4 separate regions of the Mus musculus genome follow, and regions 1, 3 and 4 are each linked to region 2. The links are chromatin contacts, called in public Hi-C, HiChIP or PLAC-seq and promoter capture Hi-C maps. All regions are on one chromosome and are shown on one strand. The core of a region is the stretch at or near the end of the contact, and the rest is flanking DNA. Distances in the headings are between cores, read along the strand shown.

Region 1 (2,899 bases), core at 42-2,541, 830 kb after region 2:
CGGAGCGTACCAATTGGATTACCTCATCTTACAAATATTAGTAACTCCACTGAGAAACACGAGGCACTTGGTGCCTGACCCAGGGGGATCATGGGGTAGGGAGACGCCCATGACCTCAATTCTTCCTGTTGCTATATTTAGCTTGTTTTAGGTTTCTCTCTTGTTTAAGACAGCATCTCCCCAGGCAGGCCAATCTAGTCTAGAACTGGAGAGCCTGGTGTGAGCCTCTCGAGTGCTAGGATTACAAGTGTGGGACATCGTGTTCAGCCATTATATGCAGGTCTGGGAAGACCTCCACCACAGTGTGCCCGAGAAGGGGTAACAAGGAATGTGGGGCATTCCTTTTCCCTCCCCCCCCAGTCCATCCCAGACACCATTCCTTAGTAAACTTGGGAACCTAACACATATTTTGTTGTTGTTTACTTATTATTATTATATATATATTTTGAGACGAAGTCTATGTAGCCCAGCCTCCTCAAACTCGCTATTGAAGACCAGACTGGCCTTCTATCCGCCTGAGTGTGTTTACAACCGAAACGTGTGCTCTTCTAGGTTCGTTTTTGGCTTCAAACTGTTCCTGTTGCCCCTCTTCACACAGGTGTTTCCTAACCTCTGCTCCCTCACAGCTTACCTGGGCTTTATTTGCCACACATTCCCTCAACGTCCCGTCACCTCAGACTTATTCTTTTCACTATCTCCCCGTTTGTCACTGATCCCACTCCTTCCTGCCTCCCTCCAAGTAACAAAGCTCGAACCATCTCATTCGATTCTGCCAGAACCAATCTTTCCATCATCACTCCCTTAACGACACCTCAGGGCCCGCTCTACCAGCCTCGATCTCCCGTCTGTCACCTTCCCCCAGGCATTAGGCATCTAGGACCCGGCGACCTCTTACCTTCAGGCGGCCCAGTTCTTCTCCACATTTACTAAGGTTCGGGTTCTTCCGGTTCCACTCGTCCTTGAGTTGCTCGTACATGCCGGCCGCTGCCTGCAGGATCCCGACCGAGGTGGCCGCGGGTCCGGAGCTCGAGACGGTGGTCGACCCGTTCACCGTAGCCGCTGTGGCCGCCATCTTCCGTGATGCGGCAAGCCGCCGACCCGACTTACGGCAGCGACGCCGGGCAATGGACTCCCGGCGGAAATGAGGCCGGGAGGTGGAGCCCAAAACTGGAGGCGGAGCTACCACTGCCAGTTTCCGCCCCCCGCGGGAGGAGCGCCGCGGCTCTCCTCGGGGTGTCTTCGCAGCCCGACCCTTAATGAACATGCCGCAGCTCCGCCTCTGCTGTCATTCAAAATGGCGAACGGAAGTCCGTTCGCTCCAACTGAAAACAATGCCCACAATGTCCCGCCCACCTGTAGTCACCATGGCCACCCTCGCTGGCTTCGGCCTGTGGAATGTCCATCTTAAGGGTACCGCCTCTACGTCAAGGGGTGGCGATGTGGAGCCATTTGGAAAACTTGTCAGGTGTCACTACATAGGCAGGCTGAGAGAGGACTAGCAGGTGAGATTTAAGATTAGGCGTTCGTGTTTATCAGAGCATCATTCTTCCACGTTTTTTTCAGACTCTTTAAAAAGATTTATTTATTCATTTTATGTATATAAGTACACTGTGGCTGTCTTCAGACACCCCAGAAGAGGGTATTTGATCCCTTTATGGATGGTTGTGAGCCACCATGTGGTTGCTGGGAATTTTAGTCAGGGCTTCTGGAAGAGCAGTCAGTGCTCTTAACCACTGAGCCATTTCTCTTATTTTCTCTTATTCCATTTTTTTCTTATTTTTGAAATTAAAATAGAATTACAGACCGAGCTTTGTGGTTCACGCTTTTAATCCCAGCACTTGGGATGCAGAGGCAGGCGGATCTCTGAGTTCCAGGCCAGCCTGGCCTACAGGCATGCGTGTGTGTGTGTGTGTGTGTGTGTGTGTGTGTGCGTGCATGTGCCCATGTTGAGGTCAGAGGACAGCTTCACAGAGTCGGCTCTCTCTTTAGATCTCATGAGGCCTGGGGATCAAACCCAGGTTGTCAGGCTTGAGAGCTCCTTTATCTGCTGTGCCATCTTGAAAATAAAAGATTCTGACATCATTCTGACAGTTAACTACAGCTGTGCTGGTACAAACCAAGCGGACGTGAGCCTTTCTGAGGACTCGGGACTGATTCTGCAAGGAGGCTTTATTAGGGTCTGAATGAGACATGAGCATTCTAGCCAACCAGAAAGTCCTGGGGAGGTGGCAGGCTGCATTCCCATGAGGAGAGGCCTAAGGGTTCATGAGGAAGAGTACAGACCAGGGACTCAGGCCACCTTTGCTCTCTTAGCTTGAACATTGTCCTCTTTGGTACCTGGTCTGGAGGGACCCTCAAAACTTCCCTCTGAGCTGTGAGAATGGAGGGTGAAGCCCCCAGAAGAGGAGGAAGATGAATAGGTCTCTGGTGCCATCATGTTGTGAATCTTCCAGCGAAATGAGACCCAGGCCTTCACTATGTGAGGCCACACGAGGCAGAACAGGATGTAGAAGACAACCAGGGCTATAAAGAAGCTGGTAGACACCTGCAAGCCCAGTACAACAGTCACAAGGGGTCGGGGTTGGGGTTGGGGTATAGTAGTAGGTGAACCCCCTGCCCACCCAGTAAGGAAGCCTTTGGCTGCCACTCACCATAACAATGAAGGAGGACCGCTTGCTGCTGAGCGGTAGCCCATGGATGTGCACTATAAAGGTGAGCTTGTAGTCACAGTATGTGCTATTGTCTACACCTCTGGTGAGGGAATGGAGTCCAGGATTGAGTTAAATGTCAAGGGACAATCTCAGCACACTGCATCCCCACCCTCAACATACACCTAGGCTTTATGCCTGGCTTACCTATTGCTCACTAACAACTTGAAGAAGAACTCAGGTGGGTAGAT
Region 2 (2,773 bases), core at 273-2,772:
CATGGTCACGCCAGTGTGGACAGTGCTATGCTTTGGTTTGGGCTGGCCTGGAGCACTGACCTTTAATCCAGAGATCCACTGTGTGTCTTCCATCTTATTACATTCAAGTGTGTGTCTGTGTATGCGCGTGCACATGTGGAGCTTGGAAGACAGCCTGCAGGAGTTTGTTCTCTCCTTCTACTCTGTGAGTCCCAGGAACCAAACTCGGGCCCTCAGGCTTGGGCATTTCGCTAGCTAGTTTCTTTTCTTTCTGAAGCAGGGTCACATGTAGCCCAGGCTGGCCAGATATTCATAATGAGGAGAGGATGGCGTCGGGATTCCTCCTGACCCTTCCTCCTCCTTCCAAGTGTTAGTGTTACAGGTGCACATGACCATACCTAGTCTTTTTGTTGACAACTCTGCCTTCCAAATGTCTCCACATCCCTTAATGTCCTCCACACCCTGTGCTGCAAGAGAAACTGAGGCAATCCTGAGAAGCTGTTGCCCAGTGACTTAGAACAATTCTGGGGTGGGTACTATGGAAAAGTTAAAAGCTGGTTTTCCTCAGGTTGGTAGGCTGGAGAATTCTGTGGAGTAAACACATAGAGCGGAGGGTTTAGAGGAGCATTACGGTCACTTGGAAGTTGGAAAGATGGTGGTTAAAAGCACTAACTGCTTTTCCTAGAGAGGACCTGAGTTTGGTTACAGGTACACAAGTTGGGTGTGGCTCAGACACCCTGTAACTACATTTCCAAGGAGATTGGAGGCCTCCCTCGGGAACCTGCCCTCGAAAAAAGTATTAAATCTTAAAACAAGGCTACTTGGAGGATTCTGGATAATGATCTAAGATAACTGCCCTGAAGACAGGTCCTGAGGGTAGTTCTCTAGGGGAGGGTCAAGCTGGGAGAACAATGTCCCTGGAGCAGTTGCTGGGGAGAGGAGCCACCAAAGAGGTAGTTAATTTTGGCAGCGAAAGCAGGCGAAGGCCCGAGTCTGTGAGGAAAAAAAACGTATATAAGGCACAACCAGAAGGCAAGAGAAGTTTATTTAGGAGAGCGCTGGAAAGGGCTTTTAAGGGGTCAGGTTTCCTGGGAAGAAGAGGAAGGCAATTCTGGTGAAAGGCTGATTCGCGACGGGGGATCGTAAGGGCTAGGAAAGAGGGTTCTGGAGGCAAGATTCTGAAAAGCCAGCTTGACTTAGCATAGTGGATGCGGGAAGACTCCGATGGGATGGGGATCCTGGGAAAGGGTGGGAGGAAGAGGGTGAGAATCGGCCTGGAGAAGCGCCGAAGGAGAGCATCGAAGAGCAGGAATGTCTATAAGAACTGGCCGAAAGTCAAGACCAAGGCTGCGGAAAAGCAATGGAAAAAGGAGGCCAGCCCCATCTTCCGAGTTCTGGACGGAGTCCCCACCCTCCGGGTCCCGCACAGCTCCGCCCCTTCCCCTCCGACACCGCCCCCTCCCTTGCCTGAAGGCGTTCCCGCCGCAATTCACACGTCCCCTCTCAGGCTTCGACGTCAGCCGTAAAGCCCGCTTCTGTCGTGACGTAGCACTCAATGCGCCTGCGCAGACCCTGAAAAATCGGCTGGGTTGGCCCCGCGCTTCCCTTTTCCGGTCGCGGCGCTGCGCGGTGTGGAGCTCGTGCTTGTGCTCGGAGCTATGCCGTCCAAGGGTCCGCTGCAGTCCGTGCAGGTCTTCGGACGCAAGGTGTGCCAGGGGCGGCATAGAAAGAGGTGGGGGTGGGGAGGGGGGTGAGAAGGCCCTGGCTGGGTGACATGATGAGCTGGGGCCCGCTGAGCCAGGGTCCCGCGCTCACACGGCCCCGCCGTCTCCCTCGCCCTTCACAGAAAACAGCCACGGCTGTGGCCCACTGCAAACGGGGAAATGGGCTCATCAAGGTGAACGGACGTCCCCTGGAGATGATCGAGCCGCGCACGCTGCAGTACAAGGTGTTGGGGTCGGGCATGGGCGTCCGGGTGGCGAGACGGAAGGGAAGGCCCCGGGATGATAGGGAGTTGAGGTGGGGGAAGGAGGATGGCTTACCTCGCGGTAGACCTTAACCTGGGCTCGGGAAAGATGAAGTCGGAGCTGGTAAAATACATGAAAACGTGGCCTATTCTATAACCTCGAAGCTCTCCAGATGCGAGGGGCCCGTGGCCAGGAGAATAGCACAGTGTATCCGACCTAATTGACGATTTCTGGTCTAGAAGTATGAGTTTACAGCTCATGTGTATACTCCTAGCTCCTTGGAGGATAGCATACTACGAGTTACGAATCCAAAGCGCCGCCGTTTAGGTCAGCATGGGGCTACAACGTGGAACCTTGAAAAATACAATAGGAGTCCTCTGAAGTCTAACATTGGTAGCACTTGTATGGGTTTTTGTTGAACTAGTGGGCAAAAACTGGAAAACAAGTGCAAGAACAAATCCTCTTTTGCAACCCAGAACTCATTGTTGTATGAGTTTTGGTACATGTAAGAAGGAATATCATACCTTGCAGACAATGCATTCTAATGGTAGTGTTGATGTTAATGCCACTAGACCCCCGTGCTTAGTCTAATCCAAGTCTGTCAGGTGACTAAAAAGGACAGTCTGTCAGTTTATTTGAACGATTGGTGTGTGTACCCTGTGTTGTGAATTGGGCCAACACCAGTGATGGAGGTGGCTCTAGGCCTGCCACTCGGGGAGCTTCTGGATAGACTGGTCCTAGGTATTGGACAAATTTGATCCAAAGAGAAGATGGAATGACCACTGTGAGAACAGTGGACCTGTCTGACCTTGCTTCCTGTTTGGGGA
Region 3 (2,773 bases), core at 57-2,556, 610 kb after region 2:
CCCCTTCACCTACCCTCCCCATCAAAAGACACTACTCTCCCAGAACACTCATTTCTTCCTCACTCAATGAACCCCCAAGTCTTTTAATCAGGCATTCCTAATCAGACTTCCATTTTCCCAAACTAACCCCCTCCCATTATCCTCCATCCCTGCTCCTACTGTCTTCCACTATTCTCACTGTTGAACTATTTCCCCGTGAACCTGGAACCTTAACTGTTTCACTACCTCTCCCTTCTTCAAAGCACCCACACTCTTTTGGGTCTCCCCATCAATTCTAATTACGCCCCTATCCTTTTCTTTTTACAGCAAGGCGCCCTCAATAAATCTCACCCTCCTCACACAAACATCTTTTTTGTTCCTAGGCCCCTAACTTCTGTCCTGAACACCTACCTTCTCAGACCCCTAGTCCCATCAGACCATCTTAACACCTACTCACCACACACCCTAGCCCATGCAGGCCCCCCTCCCTGTCTCAGGATTCCACAATCCTCTCCTTAGTGCCCCCTTTTTACCTTTCCTGATTCTTCATCTCTTCTAGAACCACCCCCCAACACACACACACACACACACACACACACACTAAGGCTTCCTGCAATTCCAATCTCTTCTTCAGACTCTCTGCACTCCAGACTATCTCCTCCATACTAGGATTCCCAAACCAAATACTATCCAGGCTCACCAATTCCCTTCCTGGACCCCATTGCTTGCCTGGGCCCCATCAATGCTTCCTCTGATCCAACAATCTCGCCTTAAAACCTAGTTCCATTGCAACCTCCCGAATCATCATCTCGTTTGTCCCAGTTCCCCGTGTCTCCTACCTGGCCGCCACTTCCCCCCTCCCCCTCCAGATTCCCAATTGCTTCCTTAAGCTCTGTAATCCCTCTCCGGGACTGCAAACCCGTTCCCGAACCCGCCAATTGTCTCCCAGGACCCTCCTCCAGGCCTCCCCGCCACGCGCAGGACGCCACCCAGCCCGGGTCACGGGCCGCGCACCTTGCGCTGCTGCTTCTCCCAGGCCGGGTCCAACAGCAGGTCCCGGTCCCAGTCATCCTCCTGGGCCATGTAGTCGCCCATGCTTCCGCCGCCACCCGCGCCATTGCCGCCGCCGCTGTTCGGGCCGTACTGGTACGCCTGGTTCGCTGCGTGGTAGTCCACCATTCCGCCGCCTTTCGCTAGCCCGCCAGCCGGTCCGCTACCGCCTCAGCTCCCGCCCCTGTGCCGGAGGCTCCGACTCGGCCGCCGCTTCAGCTGCTTTCAGCCCGCCCAAGACTGACGCCTGCGCAGTTCACTTGCCGCGCCTGCGCACTGCGCTGCCGCCGCCGCCCTCCCGCGCGCGCGCACCTGAGGAGGCCCCGGGCTCTCGGCGCCGGCGCAGAACGCACCTCCGGCTGCCCGCCCAGCGTGGGAGCCCAGGCGCTTCTAGCGGGAACGCGCGCGTCACCCCGTGTGGGCGGGGCCCAAGTCATGAATGATTCATAAGGCGGGGCTCCTCATCCGGCTTTAACCTGTTTCGGGGTGGAATGTGTTCCCATTCAGCCATTCAGACATAATCAAGATTTATTTGGCTGCCTGCTATGTGTGAGACCGTGTTTTCTGCCTTGGCATTAAAGAAGTCAGGAAAAGTCCCCACCCTTTCGAAACTATATACTATAAACCTTGCACGATGGAACGTGGGATCTCTGTTCTCAGGCCGCAGAGACTGAACGACAGATAACATGTTGGAGCTTGGGTTACACAGGAAGACCAGTCTTAAATTAAATAAATAATCGAGCTTAAAACTGGGCATGGTGGGCCGGACAGTGTTGGCGCACGCCTTTCATCCCAGCACTTAGAGGCAGAAGCAGGTGGATTTCTGAGTTCGAGGCCAGCCTGGTCTACAGAGTGAGTTCCAAGACAGCCAGGGCTCCACAGAGAAACCCTGTCTCGAAACAAACAAGCAAACAAATAACTGGGCATGGTGACACATACCTTAGATCCCAACTGGAGGTGTGGACAGGAGGGTTCAAGGCCAGACTTACTTAGTACACAGCGAGTTTGAATCTAGTGTGGGCTACATGAGGACCCTGTCTTAAAAAAAGAAAAGAAAAGAAACTCTAGAATGGGCTGGATTTGTAAAGTCTTCTGGGAAAAGGGAAAAGGTAGATATTTAAAGAAACTCTTTCAAAGATACGTCGAGTTAGATTGGACTGGGATAGCTAGTTAGCAGGGAAGGCAAGGGGTCCTTTTGGACTTGTCTATCTTCATTCTCGCAGCAAATACTATGCACCTACTACATGCAGCCACTTTCCAACTACGGACAGCATGGTAAGCCAGGTCAGTTATCAAACGACTAACTTTGTAGGAGAGATGGGCAACAATAAGAATTATGGAAACCAGGCATGGTGGTGTATTAATCCCAGCACTCAGGAGGCAAAAGCAGGCAGAGCACTGAGTTTGAGGCCAGCCTGATAGACAGAGTGAGTTCTAGGATAGCCAGAAAAACCCAGTCTCAGAGGGGGAAGTGGGGGTAGGTAGAGGAGAAAAGAAACACACACGGAATAATAATAGTGCCTCATTGAAGGCCATCTGATAACCAGAGGGGCCATCTCCATCTTGAAAGGTGACTTCCTGCTTCCAGCTGCTCAGGAAACCTTAATCCTCCCTTATAGGGCTTCTTACAAAGAGGCAGCCAGCAGCCACCATTCCAAGCCTTCTTCCTGCCACCCCCACTCTTCTGCCTCCAGCCTTTGGGTTTGATTTCTTTGAAATTTACATGTATTTATTGTGTGGGTCA
Region 4 (2,700 bases), core at 192-2,691, 510 kb after region 2:
TCAAATGACCTCGTGCTGACTCTCTCGCCTTCACCTCCCACGCGCTGGTTTCCAGGTGGAGCAATCAGGTCCATCTCCAGCCTGTCTTCTCCAGGGCTCCTCCCCCAGCATCGCAGCGCCCACGTTTCTCTGGCATCTTCTGTGCCCTCTCTGGGCCACCTCACGGGATTCCTTGATGTGTATTCTAGGGTTGTGTGTGTTGCGGGCGTGGGGGGGGGGTCTGAATATGGGAAACTGGGACAGAGAAGCAGGAGAGGTAGCAAGTTCCTAATCTCCAAGGCAACTTTCCACTCCCAGCATGCATCTGGCCTCCGGCTCTGCCACCTGCTGGGTGGGGCAGGAGTAGGGTGGTGGGGATAGGGATGGGAAAGATCTTTCAGGAAGGCTGCTGGGCTGTTAGGAGTGGTAACTGCTCAGCGCTCCCACCCTCCCTTTGCCTGCCTTCCAGAAATTTCTCTTTCATTCTTTATGAGTCACCCCTACACACACCCACACACACATACACACACACACACACACACACACACACTTTCTCTATTTCTCTAGAGTGCTGGTCTAGGGAGACTAAAACTCAGGCTATTGGAAGTTTCCCCAATGTGTTTCATTTGATCTGGGTGGTGACTGGCAGCCCGGGACACCCACCAACCCATATTCCATCACACTCTCATTGGATGGGAAGGTGGGCTCAGTTCCAAGGAGGAGCTGATAGAGACCTGAAGAAGAAAAGTAGGAACCACTGAGAAGAGAGAGGGAGAGAGAGAGAGAGAGAGAGAGAGAGCGAGAGAGCAGAGCGCTGATCTTGATCTTTGGGCAAATTGTTCCCATGAGCACTGTTTCCTGTACGTCAGTACAGTGGCTCGATATACTCCACATATCCTGGTAAGGTTCAGACACACATCTGGACACCCAGAGGTCTCAGCAGCCTGGCCACTGTTAGTGAAACTTCATTATTTGACCCTCCGTTACTGGCCACTCCATTACTGACCACTTCAAACGTGCCAACACACTCTTGGTAACCTGGGGGGTAGGGTGGGGGCACAGCATAGGATAAAAAGGAATAGCGGGTTTCCTGGGGACCCCATTGAGTTATTATGCCTGTCTTTGACGGCAGAAGCAGAGGTGGCCAGGACAAAGCAGAGCAGCCTGCGCTCCAGGGAAGAGGCTCCTTTCAGAAAGGGTGGAGGCTGATGCTTGCGCAGCCTTTCTGGATCCACTAGATCTCCAGGGGAGTCCAGTGTCTGACAGGGCGGTAGGGGTATGAAAGGGGAGGTGAGAAGAGCACAGGGCAAACCTCCCCAGTCTTGGTATTAAAGGTTGTCCCTATCTCTAAGCCTAGGAAAAGGGGAGAGGGAGCTGGTGTGTGGGGGCAGGGCAGGAGGAGACTCGCCCGGCCTTGACAGCTTTGCCTTAGGGCAGGGGTCTGTGCCAGCTGTGGGCGTTGGATGGAAAGGGAGGAGCTGAACCACTACCTTGCCTTTACTTAAGGTCCCCTCCCACAGCGACTGGCCACATTGTTGCTGTATTGCTGTGCCCGCCATGTCTGTAAGTATACTGGGGCCCAAGCTGGGGAAACGGGGCTTTGGGACAAGGCCAAGTCTGGAAGCTGGGACTAGCTTAAACCTCCCCTTCAAAGCAAAAAACGGGTATCAGGAGAGCTGGCTGCTATCTCTTGGGTTTCACCAGCACGTCCTGATAGGTTGTCTCCCAGCTGGCTTTGCTTTCTTCTAACTGCATTGTCTCTGTCAGGTCTGTGTGCCTGTCTCTGCCTCTCCGTTAATCTGCATCCCTCTTGGTTTCTGCCTGGTCCCTGGAGTTCCTAGCTGGGGCTGACCAGTCTGTTTCTTTGTCTCCCTGGTTCTCATTCTTGCCCCACCCAATTCTTACAGGCTACCCAGCACAAGACCTCCCTGCCTCAGGGCGTCCGCGTGGGCACTGTCATGAGAATTCGAGGCATGGTCCCTGACCAGGCTGGCAGGTGATATCCCAGGTTCCAGGGGAAAGGGTGGGTGGGGCATCTCCTGGCTCAGTTGAACCCTGGTTCTTAGAGCCCACATATGGTGTCCCTGGAACCTTGTTTGCCATGTGGAGTCTTGGAGTCCCTATTGCTAGCTTAATTTGGATATTTTCACTGATGTTCCCCAAGACTTGTGGGTGGGTGTGCCCAAGTCTCCCTAAAAATGTAGGCTTCTAGAACAATAATAAGAATCCCTGGTTAGTCCTACGATCTCCATGTCCAGTTTTCCAGGACAATGAAAATCTCTCTTGGATCTTGAAGCTACCCTGGATGCCCAGGGTACCCGGTCATCAAGTCCATGACCTACTAAAATTGAGACCTTGGGCTTTGTGGGAATATTGATAACCTGGAATAGTGGGGTCCCTTGCTATTAACTCTGCTTATCTGGAGTGCGATTCCCTGAACCCCACTCAGGCACAGCAGGCCATCCCACAACCTAGGACAGCTCCAGGCTCTGGAAATGAGGGGGATCCTGGCTACAAACACAGGGACTCCCTATGGGTGTGGGTGTGCCGGTGGAACCACATAACTTGCACATGGTGGTTGCTGATCTTTGAGGCTTACTGTCCCCGAAGGTTCCATGTAAACCTGCTATGCGGTGAGGAGCAAGGAGCAGATGCCGCCTTGCACTTTAACCCGAGGCTGGACACTTCCGAGGTTGTCTTCAACACCAAAGAACAAGGCAA

What was found. Promoter capture Hi-C pulls out the DNA fragments that hold promoters and counts their contacts. Hi-C and Micro-C count contacts between places; a contact is called where the count stands out from the background. HiChIP or PLAC-seq counts read pairs in DNA pulled down with a chosen protein or histone mark.
Region 1: a contact with region 2 is called in a Hi-C map of erythroblasts, with 6 times the contacts expected there. The contact joins the promoter of Psmd8 here to the promoter of Rps16 in region 2. A contact is called at or near these places in 5 of 39 promoter capture datasets (the C10 cell line, hematopoietic stem and progenitor cells, liver and 2 more) and 2 of 484 Hi-C or Micro-C datasets (CD4 T cells and erythroblasts).
Region 3: a contact with region 2 is called in a promoter capture Hi-C map of neural stem cells. The contact joins the promoter of Actn4 here to the promoter of Rps16 in region 2. A contact is called at or near these places in 1 of 39 promoter capture datasets (neural stem cells), 1 of 484 Hi-C or Micro-C datasets (myocytes) and 2 of 115 datasets of contacts at active chromatin or transcription factors (bone marrow-derived macrophages and large pre-B cells).
Region 4: an H3K27ac HiChIP or PLAC-seq map of microglia shows a contact between it and region 2, with 4 times the contacts expected there. The contact joins the promoter of Lgals7 here to the promoter of Rps16 in region 2. A contact is called at or near these places in 1 of 115 datasets of contacts at active chromatin or transcription factors (microglia) and 1 of 9 other capture datasets (liver).

Annotation. Positions count from the first base shown.
Region 1 is chr7:29,179,382-29,182,280 of GRCm38.p6, forward strand. It overlaps Psmd8 (proteasome (prosome, macropain) 26S subunit, non-ATPase, 8), which reads right to left and starts at 1,292. Exons shown (of 7, transcript NM_026545.3): 1 at 896-1,292. The coding sequence starts at 1,264. It overlaps Catsperg1 (cation channel sperm associated auxiliary subunit gamma 1), which reads right to left. Exons shown (of 28, transcript NM_001368407.1): 26 at 2,856-2,899; 27 at 2,652-2,751; 28 at 2,151-2,545. The coding sequence ends at 2,291.
Region 2 is chr7:28,349,167-28,351,939 of GRCm38.p6, forward strand. Rps16 (ribosomal protein S16) reads left to right here and starts at 1,523. Exons shown (of 5, transcript NM_013647.2): 1 at 1,523-1,685; 2 at 1,826-1,927. The coding sequence starts at 1,638. It overlaps AF357399 (snoRNA AF357399), which reads left to right and starts at 2,374; the gene lies at 2,374-2,467.
Region 3 is chr7:28,961,026-28,963,798 of GRCm38.p6, forward strand. It overlaps Actn4 (actinin alpha 4), which reads right to left and starts at 1,307. Exons shown (of 21, transcript NM_021895.3): 1 at 994-1,307. The coding sequence starts at 1,158.
Region 4 is chr7:28,862,945-28,865,644 of GRCm38.p6, forward strand. Lgals7 (lectin, galactose binding, soluble 7) reads left to right here and starts at 1,442. Exons shown (of 4, transcript NM_008496.4): 1 at 1,442-1,542; 2 at 1,887-1,975; 3 at 2,590-2,700. The coding sequence starts at 1,537.